Linked DNA regions of Sus scrofa: region 1 is linked to region 2. A link is a contact called in public promoter capture Hi-C data. All regions are on one chromosome and are shown on one strand. The core of a region is the stretch at or near the end of the contact, and the rest is flanking DNA. Distances in the headings are between cores, read along the strand shown.

Evidence for each region. Promoter capture Hi-C pulls out the DNA fragments that hold promoters and counts their contacts.
Region 1: a contact with region 2 is called in a promoter capture Hi-C map of liver, with 2.4 times the contacts expected there. The contact joins the promoter of RPS21 here to the promoter of ADRM1 in region 2. A contact is called at or near these places in 2 of 5 promoter capture datasets (fetal liver and liver), 2 of 47 Hi-C or Micro-C datasets (heart right ventricle and liver) and 2 of 2 datasets of contacts at active chromatin or transcription factors (alveolar macrophages and skeletal muscle).

Annotation. Positions count from the first base shown.
Region 1 is chr17:61,762,182-61,765,251 of Sscrofa11.1, forward strand. It overlaps RPS21 (ribosomal protein S21), which reads left to right and starts at 1,425. Exons shown (of 6, transcript NM_001097480.2): 1 at 1,425-1,452; 2 at 1,668-1,730; 3 at 1,814-1,877; 4 at 2,014-2,085; 5 at 2,439-2,494; 6 at 2,578-2,642. The coding sequence starts at 1,681. The coding sequence ends at 2,587. CABLES2 (CDK5 and ABL1 enzyme substrate 2) reads right to left here. Exons shown (of 10, transcript XM_001924509.4): 10 at 2,752-3,070.
Region 2 is chr17:61,691,641-61,695,019 of Sscrofa11.1, forward strand. It overlaps ADRM1 (proteasomal ubiquitin receptor ADRM1), which reads left to right and starts at 1,283. Exons shown (of 10, transcript XM_021078220.1): 1 at 1,283-1,398; 2 at 2,138-2,351; 3 at 3,015-3,131. The coding sequence starts at 2,139.

The sequences.
Region 1 (3,070 bases), core at 175-2,674, 71 kb after region 2:
GGCAAGGCCGGCTCCTTTAACCCACTGCAATAGGCTGGGGGTGACCTGAGCCACTGCAGTCGACTCCTAACCCACTGTGCCACAGCAGTAACTCCTACAGAATCTCTTGAAGACCAGGCCTAGCTGGACAGGTAGGCCAGCTGTGCAGACCCCTGCCACAAACATAAACATGTAATACCTGTGCATGTGCTGGGGGGCCTGGACAAAGCACACCTCTCTCTCTCTTTCTCTCTCTCGGGGCTGGCACAGACACTGAGTGACCCTTCTACAAGGTGCTGGCCTTGGTGACCTCACGCCTGATACCCAGCCGCTGGAGTCCCATGGAAGCAACAGCAGACACGCTGCCCACCCAAACACAGGTATGAAGGAACTTGTGGCCTCAGTCCCCGCCAGGCCCAGAGCTCCACGGAAGTTGGCCATGATTCAGACAAGGCCCTGTGGGGCCAGGCTGATAGGGATCGTGTGCACGTTCACTGGCTTCGTACACCTACTATGTGCAGTCCCACTCGGTGAGCAGAGCCCGCCCTGGGAGAGCCCCCACCTGGGCGAGCCGAGACTCAGGTGCGGAAGTGATGGGGGAGACCAGACTTGGAGGATGGGAGGGTGGCAGCAGCGGGAGACAAGACGTGTGTGGCCTGGGGTCCATCCGGGAGGGGCCTTCCGTTTCATCGGAGATGAAGTCCCAAAGGGACAGGCTGCCGCGCACACACTCCCAGGAATGTGGGCAGGGGGCTCTGGGACACTAATTCTGCACTCTAGGAGTTTCCCGTTTTCTTCACTAACAAATTCCTGGCCGCAGGAATGGGCCTCTCCGTCAGTACTGCTCCATGGAGGTGTAGCGGGGGTGATGCGGTGGGGGAGAGTCCTGGGGAGGGGCCCGATGGTGCAGGGCAAGGGCTGTGGGGGCTCTGCCACTGGGCTTGGCCAAGCGCCTTCGCAGCTTGGTCCTGGTTTCCCGAGGGGTTGGCTTCTAATCCAGGGTGTCCCCCGCCGCAGCCCCGCCGCTGCTCCCGGCCTCCCTCAGGACCGCAGGGGCTCGCCGCACCCTTTGCTCTTATAACCCACGACGCCCCTCCTGCGTCCATCTCCGCGTTGCCTGGCTAGTTTCCCGGGGTGAGTCCCCGGCACGGTCTACACCTCTCACGTTCAGACGAGCGCGGTCCGTCCCAGCACTCCCGCGCCGGCCGCCAGCCCCGCACGCCAACCAGCCTGGGGGCGCAGCCGAGACGGCCAGGAGCCGCAGGGGGGCCGAGACCGCAGCGCAGACGCCCGGTGGCTCCCGCCCACCGGAAGCGGAAGTGCGTCGGCCCGGCCCGCACCGCTCTCCGCGCAGACTCGAGGCAGCGCGGGAGAACCGGAAGTACTCGCGAGGCCCCGCCCCCGTCCGCCAGTAGTGCTGCCGGGGGAACCGGCCCTTCCTTTCTGCGCTCGCGCTCATCGTGGTGACACAAGGTGGGCCGCGCGGCTGGGCTCGGGGCCTGGGCAGGGGGACCGCGCGGGGATCGGGGTTCGAGTCGGGCCGGGGGCACGGCGGGGGGGGTCGGGGCCTGGCCCGGGGGACCGCGCGGCTACCGGAGTCGGGCCTGGAAAAGGGCATGGCGCGGGGATCGGGTGGGTGGGAAGGGGCGCGCGGCCCTTTCCTTACGGCACCGCTTGGGGTCCCGCAGGCGTGCCTTCAACATGCAGAACGACGCGGGCGAGTTCGTGGACCTATACGTGCCTCGAAAATGGTGAGCGCTCCCCACCGCCCCGTAATCCCCCCAACCGCTCCCAGCGAGCCCCTCCCCGCTCACTGCCCTCCCGCCCCCCGCAGCTCCGCCAGCAACCGCATCATCGGCGCCAAGGACCACGCGTCCATCCAGATGAACGTGGCCGAGGTGAGTCGGGAGGATCTCTGCGCCGGGGAGGGCGCAAGGTCTGCCGGACTGGTCTGCGTGTTGACTTCTGAACCCCGGGCTTGGAGCTAAAGGCGTTCGGGTGCGCCTCTTCGTGACCCCCCTTCCTGACTTACAGGTTGACAAGGTGACAGGCAGGTTCAACGGCCAGTTTAAAACCTACGCCATCTGTGGTGCCATTCGCAGGATGGTGAGTGTCCCCTGGTCTCTTTCACTGGCCTTTTGAGCAGGGAAATGGTCTCTCCCTGCGTGTCCTCAGGTCTGAGCAGATGTGTTGACAGAACGGGCCAGAGCCTGTTGGACTGGACTGTGCTGCTGCCAGCCCCTTCCCGGGGGGAGGGAGGGGGGTGGAAGAGGGGTGCTTGGGGGTCCCAAGAAAGGGCCATCCTGATAAGAGACACAGATGGGCCTTGACCTCAGATCCCCAGGGCCTCTCCTGCACTGCCAAGTGTCTGCCCACTGCTGCTGTGCCTCCTGTGGTCCGGCTGGGCCGGGGTGTGGCTGGACCTCTGGGCAGTGGTCTCAGGGTGCTTTTCTTGCCAGGGAGAGTCAGACGACTCCATTCTCCGGCTGGCCAAGGCCGACGGCATTGTCTCAAAGTAAGAGGGTCGGCGTGTGGACAGAGGGCTGGGGGGGGGGCTTCTTCAGAAGCCAGATTTTCATATCTTTCTTCCTTTTCTAGGAACTTCTGACTGGCGAGGCTCACACATGTGGAATGTTTGTCATAAATAAATAGTGCAAGTCCGTCTGTTGTTTCACTGTCTGCTTGGGAGGGATGGTGGTCTCTCCTCTGGGCTCTGAGGGTCGGGGCTGGGGTATCTGCTGTGAGTGGAAGGGGCCTGTCACCTGAAAAGCATACTGCAAAACCAGATTTTACTTAAAAGCACAAGTACATGACTTTGCTAACAGATCCATGACACATGACTTAGGTCAGATGACCACTAAGCACACATTTAAATCCACAACACCTGCCCGGTGCTGAGGGGGCGGCACAAGGCCCTTGGACTCATGTCTGAGCAGGTTCGGGGGGGGGACAGTTTAGGCTGAAGTTAAATGCCTTAAATACTGGCTTCACTGGAGTACCACACAGTGGCAGCTCCTGACATCATTAAAAAGGGTGCAGCACACAAAGGGGAAGGTTACAGATGGGTTTGGTGAACGAGAAAACCTCACTA
Region 2 (3,379 bases), core at 33-2,532:
GCATTGCCTCAAGTTGGCTGTTCCCCCCGCCCACCTCTGGAACCCTTGAGAGTCTCAAAAATTATCCAGGACCCCACAGAGCTTTTGTCTATATGGGTTTTTAATCTATGGATATTTACCATTATTATAAATTAAAAATAAATATTAACTAATTTAAAAATAACAAAGGCATTTATTATCACAAATAAAATTTTAAAATGAAAAACAGTCATATTTTCCAAAACAAAGAAAAAAATTAGTGACTCTTTAGATCACAAAGCAAGGGGTATGGAACTCACCAGAAGAGGGTACAGGAGTTAAAATGAATGGGTTAGAGCCACAGGTGTCAAGGTGGATAAATCTTAAAAACATTGAGTGAAAGAATACTTTTCACCTTTATACCTTTTATGAAAAGCTTAAAAACAAGTTTTCCATACACATAGAGAGAAAATCACCCAGCACACAGGAAAGTGGGCACACAGTTCAGGACGGCCCTGCCTTTGGCGCCGGGAGGCAGGCGGCGCTGGTGGGGTGTGCGGCTGGGGGCACCTAGCACGTGGGCCGCTTTTCCATTTCTCTGCAGGACTGGGTGTAAATGAAGCGGAAATAAAAGTAGTGGGAGGGCAGCGCCTTCCGTTTATCTAGTCTGGCCTTCCCTCCATCCTGACTGCCCACCAGCCTCTGGAAACGCTGCACCCGCAGACGAGGGGGAGGGGGCAGCCGTGCCAACGCTGCTGTCTGGGGTGCTGGGGGGGATGGGGAGGACTGTGCCATCACTGCTGTTGGGGTACGGGGGCGATGGGGGGCAGCCGGGTCGTCACTGTAATCGAGGAGGATGGGTGGAGGCCATGGAACGGGGTTCGGGGCTGTAGTTTGCCACCTTGCCCCCGGAATGTGAAACCCTCGCGCCCGGCCCCCGGCCCCCGCGTCCTAGGCCATCCTCTCCCTTGAGCTAGCGACTTCTCCTTCGTCTCGGGACCCGGTGTCTCGCACTGACAGCGAAACTGAGAGAGCCTCCAGCGTCCCGCAGGGGCTCGGCCCGGCGCGGCCCGGCGGTCCCGGGGCCAGCGCCCACCGCCCGGCCCGCGCCCGCCTCGCCGTTCCAGGCGCCGCCGCCAGGGGCCGCCGCCGCGCCCCTATGACACAGCAACAATAGGGGCCGCTCTGGCCCGCGCGCCGCCGGCCCGCGCTTCCGCCGGAAGGAGCCGCAGGCGGGGGGGCGGGCCTGGCCGGGTAATGGGCGGCCGCTCTGGCCAATCGCCCGCGGGCCAGTGCCCGCCCCTCTCCTGACGGGGCCCAATCGGCGGCGAGAGCGGCGGGGGGGCGGGGCGAGCGGGACTTCCGGCGGGGCCCGGCAGGCGCCGAGGAGGAAGAGCGATCCCGGACAGCGCCTCTCGGCCGACTCTCGGCGCGGACCAGGTACAGGGGGCGCCGGGGGCGGGGACGGTTACGGGGGCGGCAGGGGGCGGGGTCTGCGCCGTCGGCGGCTGCGGGCGGGCGCCCGGGGGGCGGAGGCCTGAGGGGCAAGGGGCCGGCGCGGGCCGGGGTTCTGGGGCCCGGCTCCCGGGCCAGCCCAGCCGCCGCCCCGCCCGCCGCGCAGCGCAGCCGAGGGCGTCGGGCGGCGGGGTCTGCGGGCGGGGATGGCCAGGTCACCCCGCAGAGGATGCAGCGCCGCCGCGGGGCTTGCTGCGCTTCTCCCGGGTGCTCGGGTTTTTTCTAAGGCAGCGAGCCTGCCCGTATCGCGCAGAAACTCGGTTTTAGGCCACAGCCTTGTCTCCTATCCAGTGTGTTAGCGGTTGTCTGCCCAGCTCACGGTTTTAAACCCTTCGGAGCTGCAGATTTAAAAAGTACGGAGAGTGGTGGTGACGAGGGTCCGCAGCGGTGATGCAGTTCAGGTGCGGGGGTAAATTTCCTTCTCTTAGAAACACGAGAAGCAGCAGGGAACCTGGCTCCCTGGGCTCAGGTACTGCGGGCCCAGGTCCACCCGGGAGGAGTTTGGCGGCGGGTGCTGGGCGGCTTGGGCCTGCCGCCTGCTCCCAGCACAGTGGCAGCCCGCGGTTCAGAGAGAGGGGCTTTCACTCCGCCGCCAGCGAACATTTGAGGAGGAAGTTAGGGTTTCCGTGGCAGTGACTGGGTCCGCTTGCTGGTCCGGTTTCAGGATGACGACTTCAGGCGCTCTGTTTCCAAGCCTGGTGCCAGGCTCCCGCGGGTCCTCCAACAAGTATTTGGTGGAGTTTCGGGCAGGAAAGATGTCATTAAAAGGAACTACTGTCACCCCAGATAAACGGAAAGGCCTCGTGTACATTCAACAGACAGATGACTCCCTCATTCACTTTTGCTGGAAAGACAGGACATCTGGGAACGTGGAAGACGTAAGTGTCTGGTGGCCTCCATCTCATCTCGACCCCCGCCTGGTTGTCAGCGCGGGGCGATTTTCACAGAAGGACCGGTGCCCCAGGGGCACAGCGGCCGTTTCCGTTTTGGCAGGTCTTGGGAGGCCCGGAGCCCCTGGCCTGGTGCCCTTATCAGATATTTTCTTTTGCTTGTGGGTCGTTCTAGCCTCGGGGGGTCTATAGATTCTCCCGTTGCCTGTGTGTCCTTTAAACTTGAAGATTAATTAGGTGCTTTGAATTGGAGAAACTGTATAAAAGTCCTGAACTTACCGCATCCTCGACAGCGTTCTCGAGCGGTCATTTTATTTGGTGTTCTTTGTTCTTCAGACCAAATCATTTCTTGTTAGGTTCGAGAGCAGGTCACAGTTGCCTTTTGACTCATCTTGGAATGTTGCTTCCCCAAGTGTCTCTATTGAAAATCCGTCGAGAGTCAGAAGCCCCCCTTCTCTGTTTAGTACCAAGCCCCTCCTGGCCCTCGTGCCCGCCGTGTGGTGCCTCTGCCCCCCAGAGACCCCGTGGTCTCCGTGTCCTCTCCCCACGCCCCCACACTCAACACGGGACCCAGCGTGTTCTCCCGGAGGTTCCGGGGCTCAGCGATGCTGTGCCCGTGAAGCCGACTCTCCTCCCTGCTGCTCTCTGTAGGATCTGATCATCTTTCCTGATGACTGCGAGTTCAAGCGTGTGCCGCAGTGCCCCAGCGGCAGGGTCTACGTCCTCAAGTTTAAGGCTGGCTCCAAGCGGCTCTTCTTTTGGATGCAGGTACATGGGTTTTGTCAGCATTTATCTTTTTTTCTCCTGTCGTGAAATTAGGTTAGAAAGTTGCTCCCTGGGTGGTAGAATTCGCTGACCGAAGCTGCTTGCCCTGGAACCTTAGGAGTCCAGGGTATGACCTGGGCGCAGGGGCCTGGGGGCGGGCTTGCCCAGGGTCTGGACCTGTAGCTGGGCCTCGGGTGCCCGCTGTGTGCGGCAGTCCCTGGCTGACCAGCAAGAGTCTGCCTGTGGTCCGC